3 separate regions of the Zea mays genome follow, and regions 2 and 3 are each linked to region 1. A link is a contact called in public Hi-C data. All regions are on one chromosome and are shown on one strand. Each heading gives the region's core, a stretch centred on a gene start, on an enhancer-like site or on the middle of the called end of the contact. The rest is flanking DNA. Distances are from core to core; before and after follow the strand shown.

Region 1 (2,700 bases), core at 126-2,625:
ATTCTGCCCTCGCTCTTGTACTTCAGGTAGTCAGCGCGGCTGAACTTGGTGAAGCCCCTGAACAAGATAGTGCACATTATAAACAATAATAATACAAAATAACTTATGCAAGTTACTATACTGTGACAGTTTAATTCCACAGCAGCAATGAACTATTATGCACTCACCACTTTCTGCTCTCAATGATCTTTTGGCGGCCAGGGAACTTGAACTTAGCGCGACGCAGAGCTTCGCTGGCATGGGCAGCATTGTTGTCCTTGCATCGCACGGAAAGGAGGACCTGACCAATGTCCACCCTAGCACAGGTGCCCTGAGGCTTGCCAAAGGCACCCCTCATTCCAGTCTGGAGCCTATCAGCCCCGGCACAGGAAAGCATCTTGTTGATACGGAGGACATGGAACGGGTGAACCCGGACCCTAAGGTGGAAGGCATCCTTTCCTGCAGACTTGGTCATGTACTTGTTGCAGGCAATGCGGGCAGCCTCGAGCGCCTCACTGGAGACATTCTCCTTCTCCCAAGAGACAAGGTGCACACAGTAGGGGAACTCATCAACACCCTTCCTCTTCATCCCGACATCGTAGATCCTGATCTTGGGGTCAGGGACACCACGGCAGTACCTGGACTTAGGGTACGGCTTGTTCTTGATCTGGCGATAGCATCTAGCAGGCCCTAAGCAAAGTTTCAGAAACATAAAGCTCAATTTTATCAACAGCATAATAGCAATGCACTGCAGTGATAAAATTATTCAGTGCAAACAGATATAAATCATTGAATTGATGCAAAACAGAGCATTATTTTCTACAAAATATACAACAGTGCTTTTATTAAGCAGGCAGAATGAGCAAATGAAGTGTAGACAGATTGGTCCTATAGTGTTGATTCATGGCATACAAACGAATACTAATACTAAATGCGTTATTCACAATGCCATGGAATATGACTAATACTCCCCTTTTTTGACAGATAAAGGTCTACACGGATTCTAAATTATGAGCGTGTTGACTTTATACACAGGAAATGTGAATATATGGTACCAAATCCCCCAGGTCCCAGCCATTCTCTTCTTTATACGATAATACGTAACAACTTTGCGAGTTCCACAAATCATCAACTCAGCAAACAAACATCAAATATTAAGCCCGTGGACAGTAAGAACCCCGGGATCATCAAAAGCATATACCCGATTTCGTGTGGATCTAGTCGAAATTTGCGCCGGACTAAAAGAAAGTACCCTATGGACTGCAACAATCAACGCAGTAGAAGCGTACGAAGGAGGTTAATCAAAAAGGCGAACTTACTTCTGCCCATGGCGACGGCAGCTGAGGTAGGCAGTCGGTGTCGGCGGAGGCGGCGAAACGAGGAAGGGGTGCGTCTAGGGCTTGGAGGGAAGAGAGGGACACTTTATATAGAGAGTGCGGACGCGGAATGGAGCCGTGCCGCCGTGGGTTTTGTGCGTCACGGCATGCGACTGGCAGATGCTGGGCCTTGGGAGGAATGGACCGAAAAACACAACAGGAGCCCACTAAAATTGGCGACTCCTTTCTCTCAAGGCCAGAGAACACAACTCCTGCAGGCTGCAGCGACATCATCCTCCCCCGTCGCGCCCTTGCCGCCGCCGCCTCCTCTCCCCGCCACTCGCCCACTCGAGCTGGACACTGAAAAAAATCAGTAGCAGGGCCGTGTTGGGCTGAGCCCACGTTGTCCACATCAAAACACTCAAACAGGGTTGTTAGTTCTCACGGGCCAAAAAGGTCAGCCCATGTTGATGCCGTGGCCGTGGGGATCAGATGGCTTGGCGGCTACGACGGTTTTCCTTTCCTCCGCGCCACCACGAGCTGCCCTAAAACCCTACCACTCTACTACCATCACACCTGCGCCTCCACAGTCCACACTCACCGCGCTCGCCCCCTCACAACGAAACCTAGAGAGTCCCGCGCGTGACATGGCGGACGGCGCGGGCTCGGCGTCTGGTCTGGTGGAGAAGCTCGCGGAGCTTTCAACGGGCGGCGCCGGGCAGAATCCTCCGCCGGCGGGTGAAGGCGGAGAGGAGCTGCAGCTCTCGAAGAAGTAGGGACAATCGAGCATTCCTCTCACTTGAGCCCGTTGGTTTTCCTTGCCATTTCTGTTTCCTGATTCCGGGGTTGGTTGTTGCGTGTTTGATGTGTGCAGCGCGAAGAAGAGAGAGGAGAAGAGGAAGAAGCTGGAAGAGGAGCGGAGGCTCAAGGAGGAAGAGAAAAAGAACAAGGCGAGGATCATTTATCAATTTATGCTGTTGTTTCTTCCACTTATTGCAGTTCCTGTTATGTGCTATATCAGTGAACCCTGGATAAATTTGGTCAGAATATGTCATTGCTTCCACCAAGTATTGTTTGATTCGTTAGCTCTAGAAGATTACTCAAATGCTCGTGTTAGAAGTTAAGTTTTCACTATGTTAGTGCCAAGGCTCAAAATTGATGTGTGCCATCTGTTGTTGTAGGCGGCGGCGGCTGCTGCTGCTAGTGGAAAGCCTCAGAAGGCATCTGCTGCTGACGATGATGACATGGATCCCACTGTATGTGCATCTTGCTTTCCCTGCCTAGCGTTTTGAATTCTGTTCCTTATACTTACTCTTATTGGATGGATGTGTTTCCTGCTGCAGCAATACTACGAGAATAGGCTCAAGACTCTTGATTCACTCAAGGCCGCAGGTGTAAACCCCTA
Region 2 (2,700 bases), core at 173-2,672, 320 kb before region 1:
GGCGGTCTGCAGCTGCTCGCGGATGATGTCGCCCATAATGTCGCGGACGTTCCGGTTGCACCGCTCGGTCTCCCGCAGCGCGCGGCTGAGGCGGCGCACCAGCCGCGACGACGGGTACAGGTCGGCCAGGTTGAAGCCGGAGGTGAGCACCACGGCCCTGTGGAGCTCGCGCAGGAACTCGTCCCGCCGCGCGCACCGCCCGCCGACGGCCGACCGCACCACGGTGTCGTTCATGGCGCGGCAGGCCCGCTCGCCGATGTCCACCACCGCGCTGCCGCCGGCGCAGGAGTCGGCCACGGACCGGAGCAGCCCCGCGGCCTCCTCCTCACGGATGCGGCGGAACGACTGCACGCGGCGCGCCGAGAAGAGCTCCAGCACGCAGATCCGCCGGAGCTGGCGCCACAGCTCGCCGTAGGGGGAGAAGAGGATGTCGCGGCCGCCGAGGCTGAACACGTCCAGCGTCGGCGTCTGGTGCCGGCTGGCGAACGCCGCGTCGTGGGTCTTCAGCACCTCCCTGGCCGCCTCGGCCGAGGACACCACCAGCGTGGGCACGGCGCCCAGCCGGAGCAGCATCACCGGGCCGTGCTGGATGGACAGCTCGCGCATGGCGCGGTGAAGGAGGCCGCCGTGGCGCGACGCGAGGAGGTGGTGGAGGCTGCCGATCACCGGCAGCTGCCGTGGCCCCGGAGGCAGACGCAGAGGCGGCTTCCCGGGCTGCCATGGGGCGGCCGGGAAGTACTTGTTGACGACAACGAGTTTGACGAGGAGCAGGGGTAGCACGAGGAGCAGGCCAAGCAGCAGCAGCAGCAACGTCCCCTCCATTCTTTCTTTAGACCGACTCCAGCGACCAGCAACTAGCATCCCTCCTATAAAACGCTCATACGGTTCATTATATATAGGTTCTCTTCTTATCTTCTACTAGGTATATACCCGTGCGTTGCAACGGGAACACTTTGTACATGTATATATCATTGTTTTGTTTAGTAATGCTATCAAGAATTAATTTAACAATCATAACAAATGTTGAAGTCTGCCATTTGGAACAATCAAAACTTGGCTCAATGTCACTATTAATTATTAATTAAAATGGTGGCAAAAATGTTGGGTGAGTGTTGTGCGTCCCATTTGGTCTCTAAGAAAACTGTAATGTCAACAAATGTTCAATGTAAGAAAATGATGATGTCTATGCAATAAAATATCACTATTAAGATGGTAATGCTACACCTGAAACAGGGGAAATGGTCTTTTTCCTTGGAGTTGATGGTATTTAGAGCCGCATCTAATGGTAACAATACCTTACAAATGTCAATCAAGTTTTCTAGCATGGCCATTGAGTTATTGAAGAAGCTGTGTGTTGATGTACCCATAACTAAAACATCAATCTGCTCTTTTGTAGTTTAGAAATCCTAGTTTCTGCATGTTGAGTCCTGCAGAAGAATTAAATTGAAAATTGTTTTCAATAAGAAACACATCATTTGGTGCAGATAAATAGACGATTGAAGCGAAATAGGCCGTAAACGTACTGCATTTTGGCTTGTTATGTGGAAACCAAAAGGTTCTTGAGTGTATAATTGTAATTTTAGTGCATGTACTGAACATATGTGCACTTTGTAAGCAAGTATGTTTAGACATTACTTATATCTCTCGTTTTCCAAAAAGATAACAATGGTGGTAATAAAGTATTGACTAAAAAATCAAGAACATTATGTGAACTTGGAGAAAGGGGAACTGAAAGCGGACTCAAGTTTTTTTCTGTTCGAAGTTTCTCCATGTGTAAAATATAAAGTCATGTAAGCTAGTAGTAATAGGATCAGTGAAATTAGTGCTTATATTAAATATCAACGTCACTTCTCGTTCAGTCTTACCTATAGCAATAACCCATAATGAATTATTTAGTTTGGTCTTTTTGTAGGTTATTTTTAGTATTTAGACTCTCTATCAGAGAAAGCCACGTATATCACCCAGGATAATGTATATCACCTAGGATAGATTGTTTTAATTGTTTCTTACTGAAAAGTCACCCATAATGTATTATTTAGTGGACTGAGATATTTTCAGATGTTTTGGACTGCTCTGAACTTCTTCAGTTCGATTACAGGACCAAATTCACCTCCCATTTTCTCCCATTTCTACATAAGGACAGACCGACCTCACTACATCAAAGTGGTTCACCAAGCATAGCTCTTTCACGTTGCTATAGAATTCCCAGGCCAAAAATGCATATATTCAAAGTTATGGTGCCCAAAAGTGGAGCACATCACACTGAACCAAAATTCAGTTAGTTGAAACTGACACCACTCACTACAGCCTGACAGAGCTAGTTTAAGAACATTTTACTTACTATTTTGCATAGTACCAGGCCTCACACTCCACAACAACCTTTCTCTCCTTTCTATGGTCTACCAATTTAGTATAAACACTTTGGCCCAAAACACTATGGATCAGTAACAGTAGGGCTCCAAAGTGAACCACATTCTACTGTCAGAGTTACATTGGTCTGAACAAAAATCAGATAAGAACACACCCTGACAGCCCATCTTCAAGCAACCATTACTCCTCTGTTTATGTAGCATCAAGCCAACCTCTTCTAAAGGAACTTGTTCATTGTTATATGCTCTTCAACTTTGATACAGAGATTGTGGCTAATACTCCATATATCAAGCACAAAAGAATTCCAAAGTTACCCAAAACACACAAATT
Region 3 (2,700 bases), core at 5-2,504, 440 kb after region 1:
GTATGCCGTTCCTACGGAAGCGAGTGCGTTTGGGACAGGTGAAACCATATTTTCTTTCTTCCGACCTCACGAGTCGGCGAGAGGATTTCTCTCGCTAAGGACAAAGTTACGAGTACTCATGCTTACTAGAGAAAAAAATATATGTCTATTTGTACCTATTATGGATATTAAATTGCTTCATACTCATAACCCACTATAGGTAGCAGGTATCCCTATACCACCAACATTTTATATGAACATTTTAATCACAAAAGTAAGTTCTAAATACAAAATATCGAAACACCATATCTCATCAAGTACTAAAATAGTGTATTATCATTGTATTCAACATGTTAAATTCATCGAACCAATACAATTTTACCATAAGTTCAGCATCATCATTTAAATTAAATAGTAGCATCATGACCTCATATCACACAAAATATAGCCTAAAAAGAGAGTTCTTAACTACATCATACAATATTAGAATATTTATTTTTTTTTGAAGTATACAATACTTAATATCTCTACTACCTATATTAAGCACGTAGTGCAGACCACATGCGCGCACATCGTTCCCCTTGCCTAGCCTTCCGCCCCAACATGCGCTACCATGCCTCCACCCTTTGACTGTCGACGCCCCCTGCCCCTGCCCGCGCCGCACATTCCACGTGATGATCGTCACAGTAGACACCGTCTCGACCGTGATCTTCGCCGGCAATCGTGCCCCATAGATATGTGTATGGGTAAGCTGCTATAATAATATTAAATTTGTCATTTTTTTTATCAGGCTACCGAGATTACCCAACAAGATGCCAAAAGTGTGACGTGAAACTTCCCATTCGCCATTTGGCATTCTAAGACTTGTGGGAGTATAATCCAATAGATAGTTGTGCTACAATCTAGTTTGACAACTCTGTTTTCTCAATAAGAATGAACTAGTTTTTCTTAATAAAATAATTTTTTTTTGGAAATTGATGTTCTTAAACTAGCCCTAAACACTGTTATTAGTAAAATTTGAATTACGTGATGCATTTAAAGTAATTACTTAGATAATTTTTATTTCCTTTGCAATAATTGTCTGAGTAATATTTTTTTGTGGGTTGCTGGCATGAGTACCACGAGCGGCCGCCTTGTTCAGTGGAATCTTGCTTACTGGCCCACAGCCGCCTGAGACAAGCGGCTCAAATCTCACCCTCCCACCACATCCACAAAAAATCACCCTCCCCACCTCGATCCTCTTCCGCGAGACGGCAAACCGATCGGTGGAACGGAACCTCCCTCAGTCTCAAGGCGAGCGAGCAAGCGCGGCTCACGTCCACAGGGCCAGCGACAGTAGGCTGTAGGCCCCGCCCGCTCCAGATCCATAGGCAGCCGCGCGCGATCGCGGCGTGGTGGATAAAAGCGTGCGCGCTGCGCCGCTGCCACGAGGTAAGAGAGGCGGGACGAGCGTCAGTGCAGTGCGCGTGTGGTCGGGTAGCGATCCGAGGAGCGCGCAGCGATGGCAGCGGCGGCCGTGGCGACTGTGGCCACCCCATCCCCCGCCTCCAGGCGGCTGTTCCCCTCCGCCGGCCCGTCTCTTCTCCGGCTCCCAAGGCCGACCAAGCGGCTCCGGCGCGCCCTGCGGTTCGCCGCTGCGGGGGATGAAGCGGACGTGCTGCCTGGCCCGGGGGCCGAGGGGGAGGCCGTGGTGCCCGGGAGGCTGGAGGAGCAGCCGGACGAGCAGCTGGGCGGAAGCCAGCTCGACATCGGAGGGCTCGCCTTCCAGGGCGACGTGGGCGGGGGCTTCACCGGCGGCGGAGCGGGCTCCGGGGCCTCCGGCGGTGGCGGCGGCAACAAGATGCTGGACCGGGGCATCAACACGGCCATCGTGCTCGGGGCCAGCACCTACGCTCTCACCAAGCTGCTCACCGTCGACCAGGACTACTGGCATGTGAGTCCCCTATGTTTCTTCATTCCCTTTCATATTTAATTAGTCCCTGATTGGATTCGGAGCCATGTACTGGCGGGCGTATTGATTTGGTTTCTCTTTCTCGGTACACAGGGGTGGACGATCTTCGAGATCCTGCGCTATATGCCGGAGCACAACTGGTCCGCATACGAGGAGGCCCTCAAAGCCAACCCGGTTCTAGCCAAGATGATGATCAGCGGTGTCGTCTACTCCCTTGGTGACTGGATTGCACAGGTGCCTTCACACTTCAATTCCACAGCCACTCTACCACTATTCAATAAGACAAGCATTAGTGTGATTACTGACTGCCGTTGTTTTTTGTTGCTTATGCTTGCAGTGCTACGAAGGCAAGCCGATATTTGATTTCGACCGTGCTAGGATGTTCCGGTCTGGCCTTGTTGGGTTCACGCTTCATGGGTCACTTTCACATTACTACTACCATATATGCGAGGTAACCATTGCTACATGATCTGCTCAGCCTTGTTTTTGTACATTCAAGTCAAAATTGCCCTTATGTGACGTATTTCAACCGCACAAAAAGCTATGAAAATTCTTAAGTTGATGAATTGACGAAGCAAATGAAACGGGTTTTAAGGTGTTCAAGTATGTGATGATTTGGCCAACTTTTACCATCAGTTTGACATTTAATCGTGGGGCTCAACTAATCGGCACATAGCAGGCACCAGATAGAGCTCTTGAGTTGATGCATACAACTAAATAAAGGGGGGTAGTCTCAACGTTTTCAAGTCGGACGACTTGCTGGTCGTTCT

Evidence for each region. Hi-C and Micro-C count contacts between places; a contact is called where the count stands out from the background.
Region 2: a Hi-C map of tassel shows a contact between it and region 1, with 1.7 times the contacts expected there. The contact joins the promoter of LOC103626064 here to the promoter of LOC542298 in region 1. A contact is called at or near these places in 4 of 25 Hi-C or Micro-C datasets (bundle sheath, ear, endosperm and 1 more).
Region 3: a contact with region 1 is called in a Hi-C map of ear, with 2.0 times the contacts expected there. The contact joins the promoter of LOC100216568 here to the promoter of LOC542298 in region 1. A contact is called at or near these places in 2 of 25 Hi-C or Micro-C datasets (bundle sheath and ear).

Annotation. Positions count from the first base shown.
Region 1 is chr5:20,384,494-20,387,193 of Zm-B73-REFERENCE-NAM-5.0, forward strand. It overlaps LOC542298 (60S ribosomal protein L10-3), which reads right to left and starts at 1,376. Exons shown (of 4, transcript NM_001111885.2): 1 at 1,299-1,376; 2 at 168-669; 3 at 1-57. The coding sequence starts at 1,308. It also overlaps the pseudogene LOC100280510.
Region 2 is chr5:20,063,839-20,066,538 of Zm-B73-REFERENCE-NAM-5.0, forward strand. LOC103626064 (zealexin A1 synthase-like) reads right to left here and starts at 1,423. Exons shown (of 1, transcript XM_008646444.2): 1 at 1-1,423. The coding sequence starts at 861.
Region 3 is chr5:20,824,511-20,827,210 of Zm-B73-REFERENCE-NAM-5.0, forward strand. LOC100216568 reads left to right here and starts at 1,255. Exons shown (of 8, transcript NR_159537.1): 1 at 1,255-1,912; 2 at 2,024-2,164; 3 at 2,268-2,381.